Regions from separate parts of the Sus scrofa genome. Here region 1 is linked to region 2. Evidence: chromatin contacts called from public Hi-C data. All regions are on one chromosome and are shown on one strand. Each heading gives the region's core, a stretch centred on a gene start, on an enhancer-like site or on the middle of the called end of the contact. The rest is flanking DNA. Distances are from core to core; before and after follow the strand shown. Region 1 has its middle 13 kb from the start of BLOC1S4. Region 2 overlaps KIAA0232.

What was found. Hi-C and Micro-C count contacts between places; a contact is called where the count stands out from the background.
Region 1: a Hi-C map of liver shows a contact between it and region 2, with 2.0 times the contacts expected there. The contact joins two enhancer-like sites. A contact is called at or near these places in 16 of 47 Hi-C or Micro-C datasets (alveolar macrophages, blood, embryonic fibroblasts and 8 more) and 2 of 2 datasets of contacts at active chromatin or transcription factors (alveolar macrophages and skeletal muscle).

What each region holds. Positions count from the first base shown.
Region 1 is chr8:4,080,944-4,083,643 of Sscrofa11.1, reverse strand. No RefSeq gene overlaps it. Among named protein-coding and RNA genes, the nearest start is that of BLOC1S4, 13 kb to the left of the region's middle. Within about 2 kb of position 1,428, at least 19 of the 83 cell types and tissues checked have an H3K27ac peak or open chromatin away from gene starts, as enhancers often do. A contact at or near this core is called in liver, where this site is marked.
Region 2 is chr8:3,947,750-3,950,449 of Sscrofa11.1, reverse strand. All of the region lies in intron 11 of KIAA0232, which reads left to right. Among named protein-coding and RNA genes, the nearest start is that of TBC1D14, 30 kb to the right of the region's middle. Within about 2 kb of position 1,284, at least 10 of the 83 cell types and tissues checked have an H3K27ac peak or open chromatin away from gene starts, as enhancers often do. A contact at or near this core is called in liver, where this site is marked.

The sequences.
Region 1 (2,700 bases), core at 179-2,678, 130 kb before region 2:
TGGAGGAGGTGATGACTGAGCTGAACATTGCCGGTTGAGTCGAAGTTTGCCAGGGAGAGATTTGAGGGGAGAGGCACTCTCTAGACGGAACAGCGTGTGCACCCCGAGAGAGCCTATGATACAATGGCGTGATCATTGTGCAATTAACGTATGAAAATTCAGCTTGGCGTATTGAATTTGACTTTTTTTTTTTTCCCGTCTTTTTAGGGCCACACCCACAGCATATGGAGGTTCCCAGGCTAGGGGTCCAATTGGAGCTGTAGCCGCCAGTCTACGCCACAGCCACAGCAACACAGGATCCGAGCCGTGTCTGTGACCTACACCACAGCTCACAGCAATGCTGGATCCTTAACCCACTGAGCAAGGCCAGGGATCAAACCTGCAACCTCATGGTTCCTAGTCGGATTCACTAACCACTGAGCCATGACAGGACCTCCAAATTTTACAGTTTTTTAAAGAAAAAAAAAAAAAAAAAGGCTAAGCACGAGATGGGAGTAAGGACCCTGCAGCTGGGGTGTTAGTCTGACTCCCACGAGCCTGTGGAGCCTGGGGCCTCTCATTTTGCGGATGGTTGAATTCAGGCAGTAGGAACCTCTGTGGTTTGAGGCTGGGGTGGGGCAGAGCATCATGGCTGTGGGTTGGAAAAATAATTTTCCAGAAAAGAAAGATAAGTTTGTGAAGAAAAGAAACACTGCTAGCAGAGTGGGCGGACTTCCTGATAGTCAGGGAGAGCAGACCCCCCCGGCACAAGATCCTGTCCGTTTTTATAGCCCAGGGAGAGAAAAGACGTACACCTGCTGATCTGATGGGTAGTTGGGGAAAGGGGGTTCTTACTGGTTGGTTGGGGCGCTTATACAAGGCCCTACAGGGCGGGGTGAGGAGTGGGCTGCATGCCTTTCCCAGGAGGGGTAGGAAGGCGTAGGCGGGGTTGCTCAAGGTGGGGAAGTGATGTTACAATGAGATGGGTGCGGCGATGACAGGAGTCTGGTCATTCTCGTCTGGGCCAGAGGCTTTGAGTTCAGTCTCCTGGAAGAGGCCTTGAAGTCCTACAGACAGGGTGGGGCTCGCAAGCCACTGCAAAGACTGTGGCCTTTATCCTGGGGACCACAGGGGTCATTAATGGCTTTGCCCAAAGAAATCACAGTGACCTTTCACCCTGTGGTCATCCGGTCACCCCGTAGCCACTCAGCAGGTGGCCGGTCCAGTCTGTACCACACTGCCCCCTAGGGACTTCAGAGATCTATAGTGACATCACTGTTGGGGGTGTCACCAGGATGACAGAGCCCGAGGACATAAGCATGTGTTGACCTGCACTCTGTGCTGGAGCCTGCCAAGGCTCAAGGGTTTGCCAGCTGCCCTGGGAGAGGCAGGGTCAGCTCCCTGGGGGGCAATGCAGGTTCTCAGCCCTCGAGCTCCTGGACATCCCGCCTGTGGTCACTAGGGGGCAGTGACGTGCAGCTGAACTGGGATCCCTGGAGCTGAGGGCCTTGAGCAAGTCCTGAGCTTCTGTTTCCTCTTCTGGAAGCTGCAGCGGGACTACGTGGGCTTAACAGGGCAACAAAAATCTCCTGAGAACCTTCTGGGGGCTGACCTAAATCTTTTTTTTTTTTCTTGCTTTTTAGGGCCATGGCATATGGAGGTTCCCAGGCCATGGCATATGGAGGTTCCAGTCGGAGCTACAGCTGCCAGTCTATACCACAGCCACAGCAACACCAGATCTGAGTCATGTCTGCGACCTACACTACAGTTCATGGCAACACCGGATCCTTTACCCACTGAGCAAGGCCAGGGATAGAACCCTCATCCTCATGGTTACTAGCCAGATTTGTTTCCCCTGCGCCATGACGGGAGCTCCCCACCCTAAGTCTTCCTAAGGGACCACAGTCCTATGGACCCTCCTTATGGGGCTCCCACCAAGCAGTGGGACTCCTATGTGCTCCCCCAGACAGAGGGACTATGCGGGGAGGGAGGGAGGCCCCAGGGGACAGACAGCCAGTGGAGGCCCCAGAGGAGCCCACATTCTTGGCCAGCAGAATCTGTAAGCTTAACAGGTGGCTGTTCCAGGCCAGAATCACAGAGTAATTTCTCCATAGCCAGAGTAAGGGGACCTCCCCGGGGGGCAGCTCAGGAGTGGGACGGCCCAGTCACCCATCTGCACTGACAGGGACAGGGCAGGGAAGTGCAAGGGCCTGGAGTCGGGGCAGAGTCCACAGGAGCCTCAGAGGGGGAGAGGACCCACCCCGCCAGGGCAGCAGGGCCAGGCTGGCAGGGCAACCGCAGGGCCCAGCAGGGAGGCTGATCCCAGGGTGCTTGGAGAGCTTGGCGAGGGTACCAAGTCCAAAGTCAGGAAGGCAGGAGGTGAGGGAGATGAGGGGCGGGCCGGCAGCCTTGGAGTTTGTCCCCAGGAAGATCCAACCAAGGGAAATCTGACCAAGAGACTCCCTGGGGACCACACAGGGGCGGGGTGCGGGGCAGCGGCAGAGTGAGGTTACAGCAGCCCCTTAAGCATCGTCGTCGTGGGATCCCCCTTCCCAGGCAGGTGGGTCTGCCTTAGCTGGAGGTTTGGCAGCCCTCCTTCCCTCCCCTCCTCCCCCTCCCCCCTCTCCCCTTTCCCCTTCCCTCCCCTCCCTCCCCCCCCAGGGCTCTGCTCCATTCATGCCCACCAGCCTTCCAGAGACTGACCCCAAGGCCCTGACCCCA
Region 2 (2,700 bases), core at 35-2,534:
CGTCCAAGCGCACTGAGTTGGTGCTTTGTCGCTGTGTCACAGGCTGTCTCAGGAGCCTCAGCCAGGTTTTCTGTCATTAGTGAGGAACCGCTTCAGCTCTCAGCTCTGGTGCTTCCCTCTCCAGTCCTTGCAGGGCCTTCTCATGGCTGTCCACACAGAAAGCCCCCTGTCAGTTGCGGGGTGGGAGTTCACGTTGTGGCTCAGCAGGTTAAGAACCTGATGAGTGTCCATGAGGACGCAGGTTGATCCCTGGCCTCGCTCAGTGGGTTAAGGATCAGGTGTGGCCACAAGCTGTGGTGTAGGTCCTGCATTGCTGTGGCTGTGGCATAGGCCTGCAGCTACAGCTCTGATTCCACCCCTAGCCTGGGAACTTCCATGTGCTGTGGGTGCGGCCCTGAAAAGAAAAAAGGTACGTATTTGCAGTCGTGAGATAAATAAGTATTAGGGATGTCGTGTACAGCCTGATAAATGGAATTAACATTGCTCTAAGTTATGTTTCCATATGCTCTAACACTCAGAGAAAGACAACAGTCCCAGAAAAACAAAATAAAATAAAAAAGTAAATTGCAGGATGGCCTGCAGAGAAACTCTCCGTGGATAAATAATGGCAGCCGGGCTTCTGAAGACCTTTAACTCACAACTGTGAGTTAAATCCCTGCACACGCCTTGCAGTCTCGCTGTGAAGCTCGGTTCCTTCAGCCTGCAGGCTGGGCAGTGTGGTCTCAGGAGCAGGGGGGCCCAGGGAGCAGCTGGCTTCTCACCCCCTCAGCACCTGTGCCGGCCGACTCTCATCCCTGCTCCTGAAGCTTCTAGCCCATGCTGCTGCTAGTTGGGCCTTAGCTGGAGCCCCAGCCTCCCTGGGGAGGAGGAGGGAGGAGCGGCCCTTTTTAGGGAGGCCCAGCCCCAGAGCAGTGGGGGGGGCCCATCCCACACCAAAGCCCAGTGCTGCCCGGCAGCCTGCCTTGCTCTGTGTCCACACACGCAGATTGAGCAAATACGCGTCCCTGCCTCATGCCAGGCTCTGTTCCAGGTGCTGTGCAGGTGGCCCTTGTCCCTGACCCGTGATCAGGGACCTGAGGGAATGGGCCACAGGCCACATGACAGCCGGGGCTACCCTACCCGAATGGGGAGACAGGAGCACCGGCCAGGGCAGGAGCAGAAGCCCTTGCTGGGCCCCCGTGTGCCTGGCAGTTCGGGTGGGCGAGGTCAGCCAGGCACAGAGGGCCTTGCAGACTGTGTGCCTGGCGGCTCTGGCCATCTCCGTAGCTCATACGTTGGCTTCAGAGTGCTTGGAAGGCTCCCCGTGTGTGTGTGATTTCAGTCTTAGAGCGAGAGCCCTGCAGGGAGATGGCTTCGATGACGGTTAAGGGCGCAGGAGACAACACTGAGCTGGAATCAGGTACTTCCCTCCCAGCTGCTGGCTCTCGGGCAGTAACCAGACTTTCGGCGACTCCATCATCTGTGTTCATAACAAGAGGCTAAAAGTACCGCCAGGCTCTGGAATTAGACAGATGTCAGCTGGCTCCTGATGACATTCCTTCTTGTGATGTAACTTAGGGCAGATATTGAACCTCCTGGAGTCCTAGTTCCCTCCCCTTTGAAACGGGATCACCATTTGACCTTCCCTTTGGCACTGGCTGCCCCTGATGGCGGAGGGCCCCCAGTCATTCAGCGGGCACTTCCGACCCCTTGCAGCGCCTGCCTGGGGCGGCCTGGAGCGCTGGTACACTGGTGTCAGGGCTCTTCCCCGTTCCTCTGCTGCCTGCCCCTTAGAGCCAAGGTCAGTGGGGCTGATCGGGGTGAAGGCCGGTGGGCCTCAGCGCTGGCTGTGTGTCAGCACCGCCTGATACAGACCCCACCCCAGACCAGGTCCCTCACAATCTCAGTTCGGGCCTGGACTTCCAGACTTTTCTGAAAGCTCCCCAGGTGCTTTGAGTGTGAAGCCAGGGTTGAGAACCATTGGAGTAAATGACTTCTTTTGATTCCTTCTAATTCCAGCTACAGCCCCATCCCCTCCCGCGGGCCACTTACCTGGTCAGACGCCTGGCCCCCTTTTCCTCCCTTTTCCACAATGGTTTAGTTCGCTGCTGAGTTGAGAAAGAGCAAAGAGGACGCTCCCCTGCTTTGTTTTCTGTGCTGCACCTCCTCCTGTCTGAGATCCCTTTTCCGTGTGCTCCGGGAGCACATCTCGTGCCTCTTCTGTCTCCCTGCACACCGCGTCCGTGCTCAGGAGCGCGGGCCTTGGCCGTCTTTATCCTGTGTTCAGGCCTGTCTCTTAGGAGTGCGAGCACCTGTTTGTTGTGAGTGTCTCGTGGTGGGTATATAATAAGAACATGTGGTTTATGATGGCCTGATGGCCTGGGGTTTGTTTTTGCTTTTTTTTTTTTTTTTTTTGACTCCGTGAGCAATCTGTTAAAAAAATTTTTGATTTTCATTTTTTCGTGGGTTTTTTTTTTTTTTTTTTTTTTAAGGGTCACACCTGTGGCATATGGAAGTTCCCAGGCTAGGGGTTGGATCAGAGCTACAGCTGCCTACACCACAGCCACACCAATGCCAGATCCAAGCCATGTCTGTGCCCTACACCCCAGCTCACGGCAGCACCAGATCCTCCCCCACTGAGGGAGGCCAGGGATTGAACCCACATCCTCACGGATACTAGTTGGGCTCATGACCCTCTGAGCCACAGTGGGAACTCCCTGA